Linked DNA regions of Anas platyrhynchos: region 2 is linked to region 1. The links are chromatin contacts, called in public Hi-C maps. All regions are on one chromosome and are shown on one strand. The core of a region is the stretch at or near the end of the contact, and the rest is flanking DNA. Distances in the headings are between cores, read along the strand shown.

Region 1 (6,891 bases), core at 241-2,740:
CCTGGCCTCCACATAACTCCGCTGGCACCGCACCTACCCCTACAGGTGGCATGCGCAGAAGGGCCAACAGGGAATGGAAACTCAGCAGCCGTTTTATTCCTAGAAGTGATCGCTTCATATCAGGGTCAAAGTACACCAGCAGAGAACACAGGGGAGGCTCCATCGTGTGGAAAATTCTTGGCTTCCAGGGCTGTCAAGGCAGCGCTGTTAACGAGGATTAACATTCAACCAAAATGACGGTGAAGAACTAACGAGAATTCACCCGCCACTCTCTGGGAGAGGGCTCTTGGCTTCTGGCAGGGAGCAGCCAGAGTCCACACGGGTTTTCCCTTTAAACCATACCTGACACAGGGACTTATCTGGGAGTTCACTTGCCCTTTTTTTTTTGGTCTGTTACAGGCGTTATGGCCTAGATAGATTAGATTAGCATCCATCATGTTAACACTGGATTGGGAAGTAACTCTTGGACTTTCTTAAGTGTCTTAACCTTCAGAAAGGCAATGTGGTTTCTAAGGCCTGTTCACAGTCTTGCTGATCAATGCTATACGTATACTGATAAGCGCAATGAGTTTTCATGGGAGGAGAAGAAGGGGCTAGAATGAGCTACCTGTTTGAACAGACCTAAGAATTGAAAACATGGGTTTTTGACACCTCAGTACTTTAATGGCCCCAACAGAGCTGTTCCAGTCTATTGAACAAATCCTTCCAACCTCATGGATCATTGACCTAACAGACCTTCAGAGCCAATAAGCTCAGCCCTGCTGCCAAGCCTGCACATTTTGTCCACACGCTAAAAATCTTTACAACATCTTTTATTGAGAAAAGGTGCAGCATATGAATAACGGCTATTCTCTGCCCTCACTGCCTCTACCTCTTCACAAAATATAACACACAAGGGCCTTGGCCTCAAAGCCCTCATGAAAATTTGGAGCTGAAGTTTACCAAATTCAGCCAATGTTGGCACATCTGGGCTCCCACCTTGGTTTCAAGACAGGAATAAGTGTAAGTTGCTGTACATCCAAGAATAGAGTTATTTTGTACCTATCTTTCCATTGCACTGTCAAAAGGAGAACTAATAACTAATACAGTAGTAACCAGAAGTAGAGTGATAGTCCCAAGATATTAGTACCTCATACACAGCAAAGGATGTTATTTCTTCACTTTTGTTTGTTTTGAAAAGGCATTGTATGCCACAAATCTGTGGCCACTCGGAACACATAAATGGAGACTTTGAACGGTGTATAAACATCAAAGATTTAAGTGGGATAAATTGGGCATGAATGAATTGCTATGCCCCCTTAGATTTGATCCATAGTCATGGTCAACAGGAAAATCTTCAGGCAGAGGACTGTAGACATGACAGGACTGAGAATTTTCTGGAGAGTAGGAAGTCTTCAGCTTGCAAGCCTTTGACAAACAACATAGTAAACTTACCTTTCATCCAACTACAAGGAGTATTTTGCCTGTTTCTTCTGCAGGATCATGGAGATGTGGTGTCCTAAGAAGCCTGAAACTTCAAAATTAAAAAAAAAAAAAAAAAGTCCTGGAAAGGCTGAGGTAGAATATCACATTAAATCAGATTTATTTCAGTTTATGTAGACTGGTTCAAAACTAGACCGGCATTGCTTTGACGTCTTACAGTCTGAGGGCAGCATCTTGCCCTCAGAGATCTTCCAGATCCTCCTGTTCTTTCTTTACCCTTCAGCACATGCCTTTCTACTAATGTCAGTAATTGTTTCCACCTTGGATGAAATGCCTTATGATGTCTCTCTTTCTCCCTGCCTACTTTTTTCCACAGGAGAGTTTCCACCTGCCTTCCTACCTTGCATCTGCTCTCATATTGTCCTCATATGACATCATTTATTTATTTACACTTAAGGTAGTGAAAGATACCTTTCCAAGAACTAGAGGTCCTGGCACTCAGCAATTGAAAGAAAAATACAGCACTATGAAAGCAGTTTTCTCAAAAGGAACTGAGTTGGGCATCCCGGTACAGGAAGAAACACCTGCCTGCTGAAAGCACATCTTCAGCCTTACCTCAAAGTGTGTGTCTTTTGCCATGGGGATTCTCACAAAATCAAAAAATTCAAGCCCTTGTGAAGTGTACCTACTATCACAGGGACAGACTTGCTCTTACAAGGATTGTTCTGCCATGGGGTCAAGAACAGCTGCGAGAACGGTGTGGACACCTGAGGGCAGGACCATCTCATCACAAGCTATTCACACACAAGAGATGCTAGTTCTGAAATGGTTCCTCACTATAGATTTATCACAGCTCATATTCTCATTTTGTTGGCACAGAAGGACCTAAGAATGGCTATACAGAGGCCATAAGACAACAGTGGTCATAAGGAGATACCTCAGGAGGCATAGGCAGCCATGTACTGCTTCCTCCACATACTCTCCAGACTCTTGCTATTTTCAACTCAAGGTGCATCTTGAGTAGGATGTGATTTCTTTCCTGCTTAGTAGCCCTTGGTGGATTTCTCTCTCAAGACTTGTGCAGTCTTCCCCTGAGCACGTGTAAACTTCACACATCCACTGTCTCTTATGTCACATTGCCCAGGTCGAGTCCCTGGTGCAAGATTTGTCTCTTTCTGTCTGCTTCATCCCGTGTTCCTGGTTCTTGCACGGAGTCAGTGGCCAGTCTCTACCCACACACTCCACGCTACCCAGAACTTCGCAGACATCTCTCATATTCCCCCTGAACTGTCCTTCCAAGAAGGAAAAGGTCTAGCCAATGCCTCTGTAACACAAACTGCTCTGTTAAAGACTTCACTGCTTCTGCTGCAAATCTAACCTGGTTTTGACTCCTGTTGTCTTGGTCTTAGTTCTGTCACATGCTCACCGACTCCATTCTTCTGCCTGTAGAAAAGGAATAGTAAAAATGAACCTTTTATCTTGCAAAACAGTGATGACACAGTAGAGTAGAAGTATTATTACTACTAAAGCAATATAGAACACTCCCTTTTCCCAAGGCTTAGCCAAGGACTCAGAAAAGCAACAATTCCACATATCAAGGACAAAACAAAACAGTATTCATGTAAACAAAAATAAAACCATGATACTATTTACATTTTTTTCATACTTATGTAGCAGCACAGGCTAAAACCCTTTTCTTTTCATAAACTACCCCTGTCAACCAACTTACACTGGTATTAAAATCTGAAGTGACGGGACATCTCCTACCAACCCCAGGAGATTATTTCACACACTGATACGCAGATCAGGTCTGAAAAATCTGAAATGCTACAGAAGTTGGATTACGTGGTGGTTTTCCTGCCATTTAATCTCTCTCCTCTTTCTTTCCATGATAAATCCCATCTGTTAGGACAGAAACATCACGTCATTTCTCTCCCTTGTTCGGGCCATCGTCAGCTAGGTGTGTAAACGTGGTGTCTGCTTTAAGGCATACAAGTTGTCCCATTGCCTCAGTGGTTCTGAATCACACATACAAAGTTAGCTACGTGCTTGAGGGTATGCCTTTGTGAGCAACTTAAGGTGAGGCAATCAAGGGTGTGGATTTACAGGACACCAGCTCCTCTGCAGTAATTGCCGGGATAAACACCCTTTGCCTGCCAGTAAAAGCAGTGTAGGTTAGCCCAGAGACAGACCCAGCTGAGGTCCCTCTGCCGCCCCACAGGCACTTTGGCTGCTGTTCCCTAGCACTGCTCCTTCTGTCAGTCACTCCCCAGCATTAATACCATGCCCAGAAGTAACCAAGATAGCTGCATACGGACAGGAACTGCCACTGCCCTCACCTCCCGAGTGACCCACCTGCAGGCACACTTTGTTTAATACATGTACACCGCTATGATCTTGCAAACTGAAGCCCTATTTGCTAGGCTATACCTTCCCTGCTGTATAATGGCTCCAGCCCTTTTTTATGTCTATGTAGCCTGGTATAGTCGTTGCAGAGCTTTCATCATTTATCACGCCCAGGTCCTCTAATTTTTGAACCCCTCTGATTCCCTCTGCTGGTTAAAAAGGTAAAGGGGGGTGCATGGAGTGGGGAGGGAGGGTGGGAAACAGCAAGCAATTCCTCCGATAATTCACACATCCAAACACACACATCCATATCTGTGTGTGCCCAGCGTGGCAGGAGGGGGCAGCGGGGACAGAGCTCACCGCTGCTGTACACCCCAAGGATGCTTCATAGAGCCTGTAGGTGTTTTCACAAAACATATATTCCTCACAGGGTCCTGGGCAGAGCTTATCAGCTGTACAGAAATTCCTGCACAGTTTACAATCTGGGCAAGCGTCCCAGCCCCAGTGTTGTCTCTCACTAGAGTCTCTTCAGAGTACCAGAGGTTCCCAGGAATGCTCCCAGAAGCTTTTAGCTCAGCCTGAGTCACTGCCAAGTTGATCGGTTCCTTGGAGCTGCCTGTAGTGATCGTCCTGAAAACTGCAGGGGGAGAGCTTGCAGGCTCTGTGAGAGTCCTTAAAAAGCTCAACTTGTACAGGAGTCACGGCCTGGCCTCCAAAAACTGTTATCTGAACCGAGACGTATTTATCACAACCTTTCGCACGTTTAAGGTCTCTCCAGTGCGATCACAAAATCTGCACGATTTCTGTGGCTTGAAATGAAAGCCTTTTCATGGAAGTTACTCCTTCTGTGATTTCCTAAGATCATTGTTTATATTAGAATAATCCCTCAGATCTATAAATGAGGATCAACGCCCCTTTCCTGTTTTAACTAGATGCTCCAATCTGTTACATGAGGCCAAGCTTCCTCCCCCGGCAGCTGACAATACAGGCACACAGGTTATGCTGCCTGCAGTGAATGACACAGCCAAACACTCCATTATTTGGCAGACCTCTGGGAACAGCTCTGTCCCGAGAAAAGGCTGGACTTTTTAGAACAGCTGATTTTTCAGAAACAGCATATGATCAGCGGGGCAAAAAGGCAGATTTCTCCAGTGGTGAAAGAGCAATGCTACTTTAACATATAAAGTTATGATTTCCTGAAAACAAAAGAAGAAACCCCATGAACAGCAACAAATCCACTTCTGAAGAACCTGATATTCCTTACTTGCTGTGCTTTCTTAGGATTCACCTATCTTCTTGCACGTTAGCATTTTTAATGCTTTTTTACCAGACAAAATGTTCATCGGGTTTCTTAAGTTCCTTCCTCTGAATCTATTCTTGTATCTGTACTTTCCTTGAATAGCACGTTGAATTCATGCAGGTTACAGTCAACAGTTCCTATATTCCTTAGAGCTCAAAACTTCACCGAACAGAAAGGTAAGCTGGCAGCACATACCAGCTTGAAATCCTCACTATCTGGACAATAGACCAGAAAAAAAAATAATAATATTTTTTCTTTATTTCAGGACCTAAAACCCTGGCTGTATAATTAAAGTCTAGACTGTTAAAATTTATTGAAAATACATTTACCATGGAAATGTGTCAGCTATCAGTTATTACACTTCACACTCTGCGAACTGTGCGGTGTTGCTATTTTGTTTTGTTTTGATTTTTGTTCCTTTTCAACTAACCCCAAAGAATTTCACTCTCACCCATCGTGGTTATCAAGCTGTAATTTGCCAGCCGTGCAACTGTTGGTGATGTGCAACACTCTCTTCTGCTCTTCCAGGCTCCTTATCTGCGGTACACATGGATCGATAGCCCTTCTCTGCTGATATTCCTCTTCAGAGCATGAGCTCACCCTCGTCAGGAGTGCCCACATAGCCTCCATCACTGGGTGACAGCGGTCCTGGTCTGTTCCCCAAACTCCTCTACACAGACACTTGGTATGTAAATACTCCCCTTAATCTTCGTCTTTTGTCTCAAGGATAAAAACAAAACCAAACAATAACAAAACCTCCCCTGTTTTGCATGCAGGGAGCACATGCCATTAATATTAATTAATTTATTTATTTAAAGCCTGTAAAAGAATTTGCTCTTAGGCTGGGAATGTGACTGCCAAGTTTCCTGCCTGCAATTTGTTACGGCTCAGTAGTAAACTCCTCCTGAAAATAGGAATCTGAAATGGAAATACTGACGGGCCTTTTAACCGCGCCGTAACAAGCAGGGTGCTTTACCCCGCAGTGACACAGTGGCAGCTATCGTAGGGCGCACGGAAAACAAACAAGGCCTCTCTGCATCGCGCTCCTGCCTGCAACCGGGCAGACGCAGGAAGCGAAAAGGGGCCGAAAGACAAAAGCCCAGAAGGTCAAGCACACCACGCCCGAGCCCGAGCCCTTCTGCTGCGCCGCCGAGCACCGGGATCCTGCAGAACTTGCACTTGAATAACTTGCCTTTGATCAGCTTGCCATGAAAAAAGAGGTGTAGCCTGCTACCTCGCTAATGGGGGTAAGGAATGAGACTTTCCCATAAGGCTTAAGCTGCAAATTAATGTACCCAGGCTTGCCCTCTTAGGCAGAACAAAGCTCCCAAAAGTGTCTGTTGCAAACTCTCCTTATCTGCTTAGCCATGTATGTTCCTTGTAGTTCTCCAGATGTAAAACACACGGATGCTGAAGCTGGTTTGCGTGCCATCTTTTGAGTGTGGGTTGAAAAATGTTATTTTTCACAGTTGCTGAACACTTGGAGTCCCAACAAAAGTCAGCCGAGTGCCTCCGGATTTACACCTGTGGAAGCGACAGCACCTTTGCATCTCCATGGAAGTAAAACATTGCTGTTATTTTTCACAAGGTATTTGGCAGCGAGGAAAATTACTGAATCGTACGCATGCAACAGAATCGCTGGGACCCGAGCCTCACACTTCTGCTTTGTAGGACACATGCTTAAATGCCATATATTGAACTGCCACATCATGTCTATTTTTACTAATTGAGTTTACTTACTTGTGTTTGGGCACCGTACCAGCTACTCAGCAAGTCCGGGAGATTAATGTAAAAGCCTCTCTCCATTTAGAAAGTAAAGGCAC
Region 2 (7,263 bases), core at 4,538-7,037, 110 kb before region 1:
CGTTCCCACAGCACGCACATCTCTTCCTGGCTTGCCGCAAGGTGAGTGCACAGTTTTTGCTAGCCTTGCACTTTTTTTTTTCTTTCCCCTCTCCGCGTCATGTGTGTGAATCGCTCCCGTTTCCCAGCACCAAGGAGTTAAGGGAAGAAAGAGGTACCGCGGCATGTGCTTCGTGCAAGGGTAAGTGGGTTGGCCAGCTATCAAAGCAGATTGTTAAATACTGCAGCGAGCTCCTGATTTTTTTTTTCCCCCGACTGCAATAAACGTAAGGACTTAATGTGGCCGTAAATTTCAACCTAGACCACATCTGCTGATAAAGCAAAGTCTTTGTACTTGCACAACTGCCGTTGACGGTACACAAAATACTTAAATTTCATGAAATTCTCCTACATTCAAAAGCTGACCTGCAGTCAGCCCGAGGCGGCCAGCGTGAACTGCACGCTCAGCAGAACTGCACATTAAAGACGGGGGGGAAACGGAGCCTGTGTTGTACTACTAAATGAGACTGCTAAGAAAGTGGATCGTTTGTGCAACTGCTAAGCTCCTGGAGTATTTCGGGCACCACTTCACCGCACCAGATTAAACCATTTCTGCCCTGGTTCCCATCCAGGCAGCGCTGGGTGACGGCCGCGTCGCTTGTCTCCTTCCTCGCAGGCACGAGCAGAAGTGGGGGCTGCAGGACTCTGCCACGCTCTGCTGTGAAACCTCTCCTTGGAATTAATTGAGGCTACCCGGCTATTTGAGGCGTTTTACACTCGTGCAATTGCACTAATAGCCTGGAAAAGAGCGTGTGCGTTGATGTACGTTGTTTCTTCTCCTGGTCTCTTGGGAAACTTGAGCTGTAGACTTTGGCCATCAGCATTCACGCTACTTTACAGAAGATAACTGAATTCTGATACCGTGATCTAATTTTAACTTATTTCTTGGCAAGATGCTCTCTCCTTATGCGCATACATGTCAGACACAGATTCTGTTCCAGCAGCGTTCCCTCGATTAATTATTACCAAACCATTTGAAGGTTTCTCCACCGCAAGCCAGGTGTCAGCAGCTGGGACCTACCTAACAGGGCTCCGTCCCTGAGCAGTTTCACTTTGCATGGCCTAAGTGACCTTGGACCAGCGAACTTCCTCGTTGGCTCATGCCCGGCTCTAAACTCCCCAGAGGAAGGTAACCCCGAGCAGCACCTCTCCCAAACCCACAAATCTCCTTCTTGAGATCCCTTCCCATTGCAAGGCTGCCCTAACTGCCCCACAGGCGTGAAATCTATCCCAGGATGTGACAAGCAACTCTTTCTACCATCTGTATTATTATTATTGCTCTGAAAAAAAAACAACAAACTATTAATAACAGCAAAATGATCTCATTTACACTGCTAGCAAATCTAATTTTCATATGTATAATCAACAGGACTCTGCATACAAACAGACGGTTACTCTTTCATCCTGGGCTTGGAGACACGAAAAAGGAAGTGTGTTTCATAGCTGGCCCCATGGCATCTACACCTACTCCTGCAACCTCGAGTTAAGCAGAAGTCTGTGGCATCCCAGCTGCTTTTCAGTTATCCAACACTTTCCCAACCCCGGACTAGTTTCGTTTTAAAAACCAGCCTCTGATACAAAATTGCAACGACCTGACTGTGTCTACTTCATGCACAAGGATCAATCCAGAATTTTGGCTGCTTCAAGCTCAGAACTTGTGAATCCCATGCAGGGGGGATTTTCGGCGAGGCGAGCTCACCTTGCCATTGACAGTACGTCCTGAGCAATGCTCAGTGCTTTACAGAGAGGTGGGAAGCTGCAGCCTGTCCCGGCCAAGCCACAAAGCAACCCAAACCTGACGGTCTAAGAAAATGGAGATCTGTCCAACATACCATGGTAACGTGAGCCGCTTCTCCTCAGGTGTTTCACAGACACTCAAGCTATTAGTGACAGCGTTACCGAAATACAGGCTGGTTCTGCAATGTGGATTGGGAGGCGTCCCATCCTTCTGGGATTATTATCCTTGATTTCAAATGAGCCTCTTTTGGAAGTGCTTGGTATTAACACACCAGTGCTTTGTCACAAAGACACGTATCAGAGATGTGATTTCTAGCAAAAGCTGAAATCATGGAAGTTTTATTTGCATATAGTGTCAGAGCTGCTTTGGAAACAGACTCTTCAGTTACCTGCAGTGTTTGGAGGAACTCGCAGCTGCAGAAAGAAAAGAGCATTTTTCCTCCATCTATTACTGTCTTTCACCACGGGCCAAATTCTGCTCTCGCATCCAGTGCCACTTCAGCAGCATGGCCTGGGACCAAACCCAGAGTGATGCAACACACTCGCCTTCTAAGAAATCATAGAGTCACAGCATCATGAGGGTTGGAAAAGCCCTCCAAGATCATCTGGTCCAACCATCCCCTACCACCAAAGTCACCCACTAAACCACGTCCTTAAGCACCCTGTCCAACCTTTCCTTGAACACCCCTGGGGATGGAGACTCCAATGAAATTCAGTGTCTGATGTTCAAATACTAGATCACATTTGCTATATTAAAATAGCAAATTCATCAATTTCTTGGAATCGGCCGCAGTCCGGATGACGCAGCATTCCAGCGCTCGGCTCCTTCTGGCCGCAAATGCATCCTTAGAGGTCTGAAAACTCAGCTCCAACTGGAGTTGGCCCAAGCGTCCAGCGCTGGCATGGGACCCAGCGCAGCGCCAGAGCATGTCAGTAACTAACCCAACAGCCCGGGAGACGTTTTCAGGAACCCTGTGCAGAAAGCACCTCTGCCAACAAGGTTCAGCGAGCTTTCTGCCGGGGAGGCGAGCAGACGGATCGGATGTCAGCCGGTGTGTTTATCTTCTGCAAACACCCAACCGCCTTTCAAATAACATCTAACAGGGCAGATTACTGCTCTAATGCTAATGGAAACTGATCAAAAGGCCCCAGATTACTTGGCTGCCTTGCCTTAAAAACTTTCCCTGCTTTAGTTTCCATGCAAAATACATCAAAGGAGGATGCCCATCAACGGGGACCCTGTAGACTCAGCATGAATGGAAATGAGGGAAACTACACTTAAAACTGGGTTGTAGGTAAGAAACATCAGAAACCCCCCAGCCTAATTTAAGGGTTAGCTCCATGCATTTTCACAAGAGCTGCTTTGGAAAATAAGAGTCAGGGACCTGCTCCATCCAGCAGATTTGAAAATGTTGTTCCTTATCTACAAAAGGATTTTTTTCCTCAGTTTCCACCACGGTTCATTTGGCTGGAAACAAAAGTGGCTGGCACACTAGCGTAAAAAAAAAGGCACAAGTAAACACCGTCACTTTAAGCACTTGGAGCGAAGATAAACAGCAATGGTCAAACTTCACCCAGCCAGCTGGGCTTTGAAGGACGATGGCTGGGGACCACCTGGACTGAAGCTTCCACTGTTCCAAGGCAGAACAAATATTTCTTTGTGTCTGAAGACTTTTTAGCGAACGCGCAGGGTGACGACAGAGCAGGACAGAGATGCCTGTTAACAAAGCCAGCAACAATTACGGCTACGTCTAAGAATCAACAAGAAAAACACATACCAGCGTATTCCAAAGGCATTCGCTCACAAAGCAAACTCAATCCGCGCAAGCCCCAGCAGAGAAACCCGATAGCATCTCCTGATTTACGACCTCTCAGCAGGTTGTACTGGGTCCTCCAGATTCCGGGCTTGCCTTGGAAAGCAATTAAGTTTCTAGCACTTCTGGGAGCGACAAAAGCTCTCGCTAGGAGAAAACCTGCACGCTGCACTCTCGCTGAGTCTGCAGCCTGGCAGACGGAGACAACGGCACCGAGAGGTGCGAACTTCCCCCACTTGACTCGTTGGGGAGTGCGGGTACGTGCAGGGCCACCTAGAACTGCTCCTTTGTCCTGCATCCAAGCAGCCAGCTGGGGCTGGGGCTCCGAGGACATTTGCAGAGCCCCCTCTCAACCAGGAAAGAAAAATCCCTTTCCTCACCAGGAAGCCGTGCAAGCGCAGCCAGCGCGAACCGTTCCAATTACTCAGCAAGACCGAGTCCCCTTCCTTACGCCACAGCATGCCCAAAAACCGTGACGAAACCGAGGCCCTGCTGCGCTGGGCTCTGTGCAAACACACATTAGGAGGCAGCACCTGCTCCACGCGGCGCAAATTTTCTGCGGAGTAAGCCGTACCTAAGGTAACGCCAGGGCACGGAGCACGTGTACGAGCGGCGCCTCACATAACCCAGGACGAACGCTGCCTCTGAATTACCGTAGCACGGCAGCTCCGTCGGGTCGAAAACAGACGGGTGATAGGCCCCCGGGTGAATGAAAGGGCTCCCAGCAGCAAAAACACCGCGACGCCTGCGCAAGGACAGCCCAAAGCAGCTCCCCAGCACCGTGCTGCTTCTCCTTTTACTACAGCCACAGGCAGATCTTGTGAGGACAGAGCTAGAGCAGGGCTGACGAAGGCGTGGGCACGCTGCAGCGGCTGCCCGAGCTGCCTCTGCCTCACCGCAAGGCACAAGGGCGCAGGCAGGGCAGGCACCGGGGGGCTGCTGTCACGCTGAGGGCTCCCAGGCAGTTTGTTCTGTGGTGAACGTGTGAAGATCGGCGCTTTCTCACCTGCCGGCTGACTTGTGTGCCTCAGACTCTGCCTGCCTGCTTGCCAGAGCTGCTGAATGCTCCTCGCTCCAGGTGAAATCCGCCGGGGCAGTGCACGCTCAGCGCCTCGGGAAGCTGCCAGCAGGCCCTCTGGTCCTTTTCATTTCTCACTTATCGGGGTATCCGTTTCCTCTGCCGCACAGCAAGACACCCAACTCCTTGAACAAGCTCAGTGGAAGCACGAGACGCAGATCCTTTCCCCTCTTCAACGTTTTCAAAATGATTTAAGCCTAGTTATGAGAGCTCACCTGGCTCTGCTTCCTCGCCGATAACATCTCTGGTTTCACGGCCGTATTTTCTTCTACCTTTTGCTCACCCGTTGCTGTGCAAGGGCTTACAAATACAATACTTCCAATTTCTGCCAAGTTTGGCAGAGAATAAGTCAGAAAAAAACATTCTCCCTCTTATCTCCTTTGGCTGAAGTCACAGTCATTTTTAACAACCAGAGGGAAGTGCTTTGGGAGACAGAAACACGTTTAAAGAAGCACGCAGACAGAAGTGCAAGACGCTCGAATGTCCTTTAAGCCCTCATTAAAGCGCTCCAAAGTCTTTGGACAGAAAGCACCGAGCCACTGCAGGCTTGGTCACGAACAGTTCATTACACACACAAAGATACACAGACCCATCAGAAGTGCTACGTTTGCAAAATTACGAGCTAAAAGGCAAGGAAATACCAGGAAAATGGCCAATTACGCAACGCTTCATCTTCTTGTTTAATTTTACGATCGCAGTGTTTTTTTCCACAGGAAATGGTGCCACTCATTGTATAGTAGGGCTGGTGTTATTGAATAAGCAGTACTCGGCGTTTTGCTTCATTCTCGCTGTTAAAATCGGTCCCAAGCCTTTTTTATATCTCTGCTTCAAGCCGTGCTTTAAAGACAGAACAAGCAATTCCCTCATAGGTTATTTTCTGGCTGTCACCACATTATCTAACTGCTTGATATACTAAAATTAGTCCTCGTTCACAACACCCCTGTGAGAAGAGTTTTTTTTTTCCCCATCGCACAGACTCCGAGAGCTTGAGGTTGTGGACAAAGGTCCCTTCCAAACCCAGCTATGCCATTTGAAGAGGTTTTCCTCCCACACACATGCTCGGCACCAGCTGCCCCTCTTCCTGTGATGACTGTCTCCCTTCAGAAGCGCTAGCAGGCTGGTATAAAAGCGTTTTGCAATCCCTTATGGTGAAAATAAACTGAAGAGGCTACAAATTACTCTTTACTCTCTCCTGTGCTACCCCAGTTTTGCCTCCACCCAGCAGGGGAGCATTCACCTCCCCAGGGCAGGCCCAAGAGGAGGTGCAGGGAGCACGCGGGAGCTTGTGCTGAGATGGGCACCACCAGGGAGCCCCAGCCCTGCAGGTGCTCAAGGCCAGGCTGGATGGGGCTTTGGGCAGCCTGGGCTGGTGGGAGGTGTCCCTGCCCATGGCAGGGGGGTGGCACTGGTCTTCAAGGTCCCTTCCAACCCGAACTGTTCTGTGGCTCTGTTACCACACAAGATATTTCTGCCAGCCAGATACCTCTGGGATCCTCTCGGAGGTTATTTCACCACCACAGAGTGGCACATTATCAAACCAAGCCAAGACAAGGTGCCATGTTATCAAGCCAAGCCCTTCAGCTTTAAAACACAGCACACTCACTGCAGCTCTTCCTAACGACCCCCTGCTGTGCAGCCACAAAAATGACACATCTCTGAGTTTACAAACTGACCTATTAGAGGAAGCTTTTCCTGCAAATGAGAGGCAGATCCCTAACACCAGGGCACCCCCACAGCCAAATTTCAAATGCACATCCCCGAGAGTAAAGGTGCTACACAGCTACTCAATGAAACATCTGGCCTATTTTTAAAAAGGGTATAAAAAGTGATTTTCTGTAGCTTGTTCTCAAGACAACCTGAATCATTCATGCTGAAATGTAAAAAAAAAAAAAAAAACAACTTGAAACAGCCACTGAGTTTGGAAAAATGTCTCTTCAAAAGGTTATCCTGGAAAAAATACTACATGTTGTGCAGTGCTGATTGCAGGCAGTTCAACCAGCTTTTCTTACATTACCTGCTATTTCCTACAGTTATTACTGAGAAAGGCCCCTAAACAAATCCATGATGAAGAATAAAATTGAGAGATCATAAGCTCTAGCGGTGCCTGGACATATCTTGACAAAGAAATGCAGGCTCTAATAGAAATGATGCCTAATAGCGAAGCAATAGATGGTGAATGCAGAAGCCAAGTCATCGCTGTCTGCAAAAATTGTTTGATTCAGATAGGCAAGAGACAGGAAATCCAAGTGTCACAGTCACAGCCTATTTACAAAAATTAGGAGGAAGTGTTGATTGGTTTCTATAGACACAAACATTGATACTCACACTAGAATCAAACAATTACTCTTATCACTGCAAGCAGGGTCGAACGCTGATCATCATAGTTCAGCCATCCGACAGAAAGACAGCAAGAAAATCCTTTTGACACATAGCCTTCACCATACACGAGTCAGATGATTCAGCTGCCAGAAAGCAAATAAAATTACTTTAAAACAAACATTTCGGTCTTTCTTTATAAAAACATGTAGCTTTTCAGCAGATGACTCAAATGTGAAAACTTGTGGTCTTTGCTCCAGTAGCTGGGTCGGCTGTAGTC

Evidence for each region. A called contact is a pair of places that touch in the nucleus more often than the background predicts.
Region 2: a contact with region 1 is called in a Hi-C map of skeletal muscle, with 1.5 times the contacts expected there. The contact joins the enhancer-like site here to the promoter of ATXN1 in region 1. A contact is called at or near these places in 2 of 8 Hi-C or Micro-C datasets (liver and skeletal muscle).

The regions. Positions count from the first base shown.
Region 1 is chr2:106,964,388-106,971,278 of IASCAAS_PekinDuck_T2T, reverse strand. It overlaps ATXN1 (ataxin 1), which reads right to left and starts at 1,490. Exons shown (of 7, transcript XM_072033323.1): 1 at 1,435-1,490. LOC110353364 (a long non-coding RNA gene) reads right to left here. Exons shown (of 7, transcript XR_011806864.1): 6 at 6,809-6,891; 7 at 6,309-6,592.
Region 2 is chr2:107,075,030-107,082,292 of IASCAAS_PekinDuck_T2T, reverse strand. The region is part of intron 4 of ATXN1 (ataxin 1); the gene reads right to left. Among named protein-coding and RNA genes, the nearest start is that of ATXN1, 110 kb to the right of the region's middle. Within about 2 kb of position 5,787, at least 3 of the 8 cell types and tissues checked have an H3K27ac peak or open chromatin away from gene starts, as enhancers often do.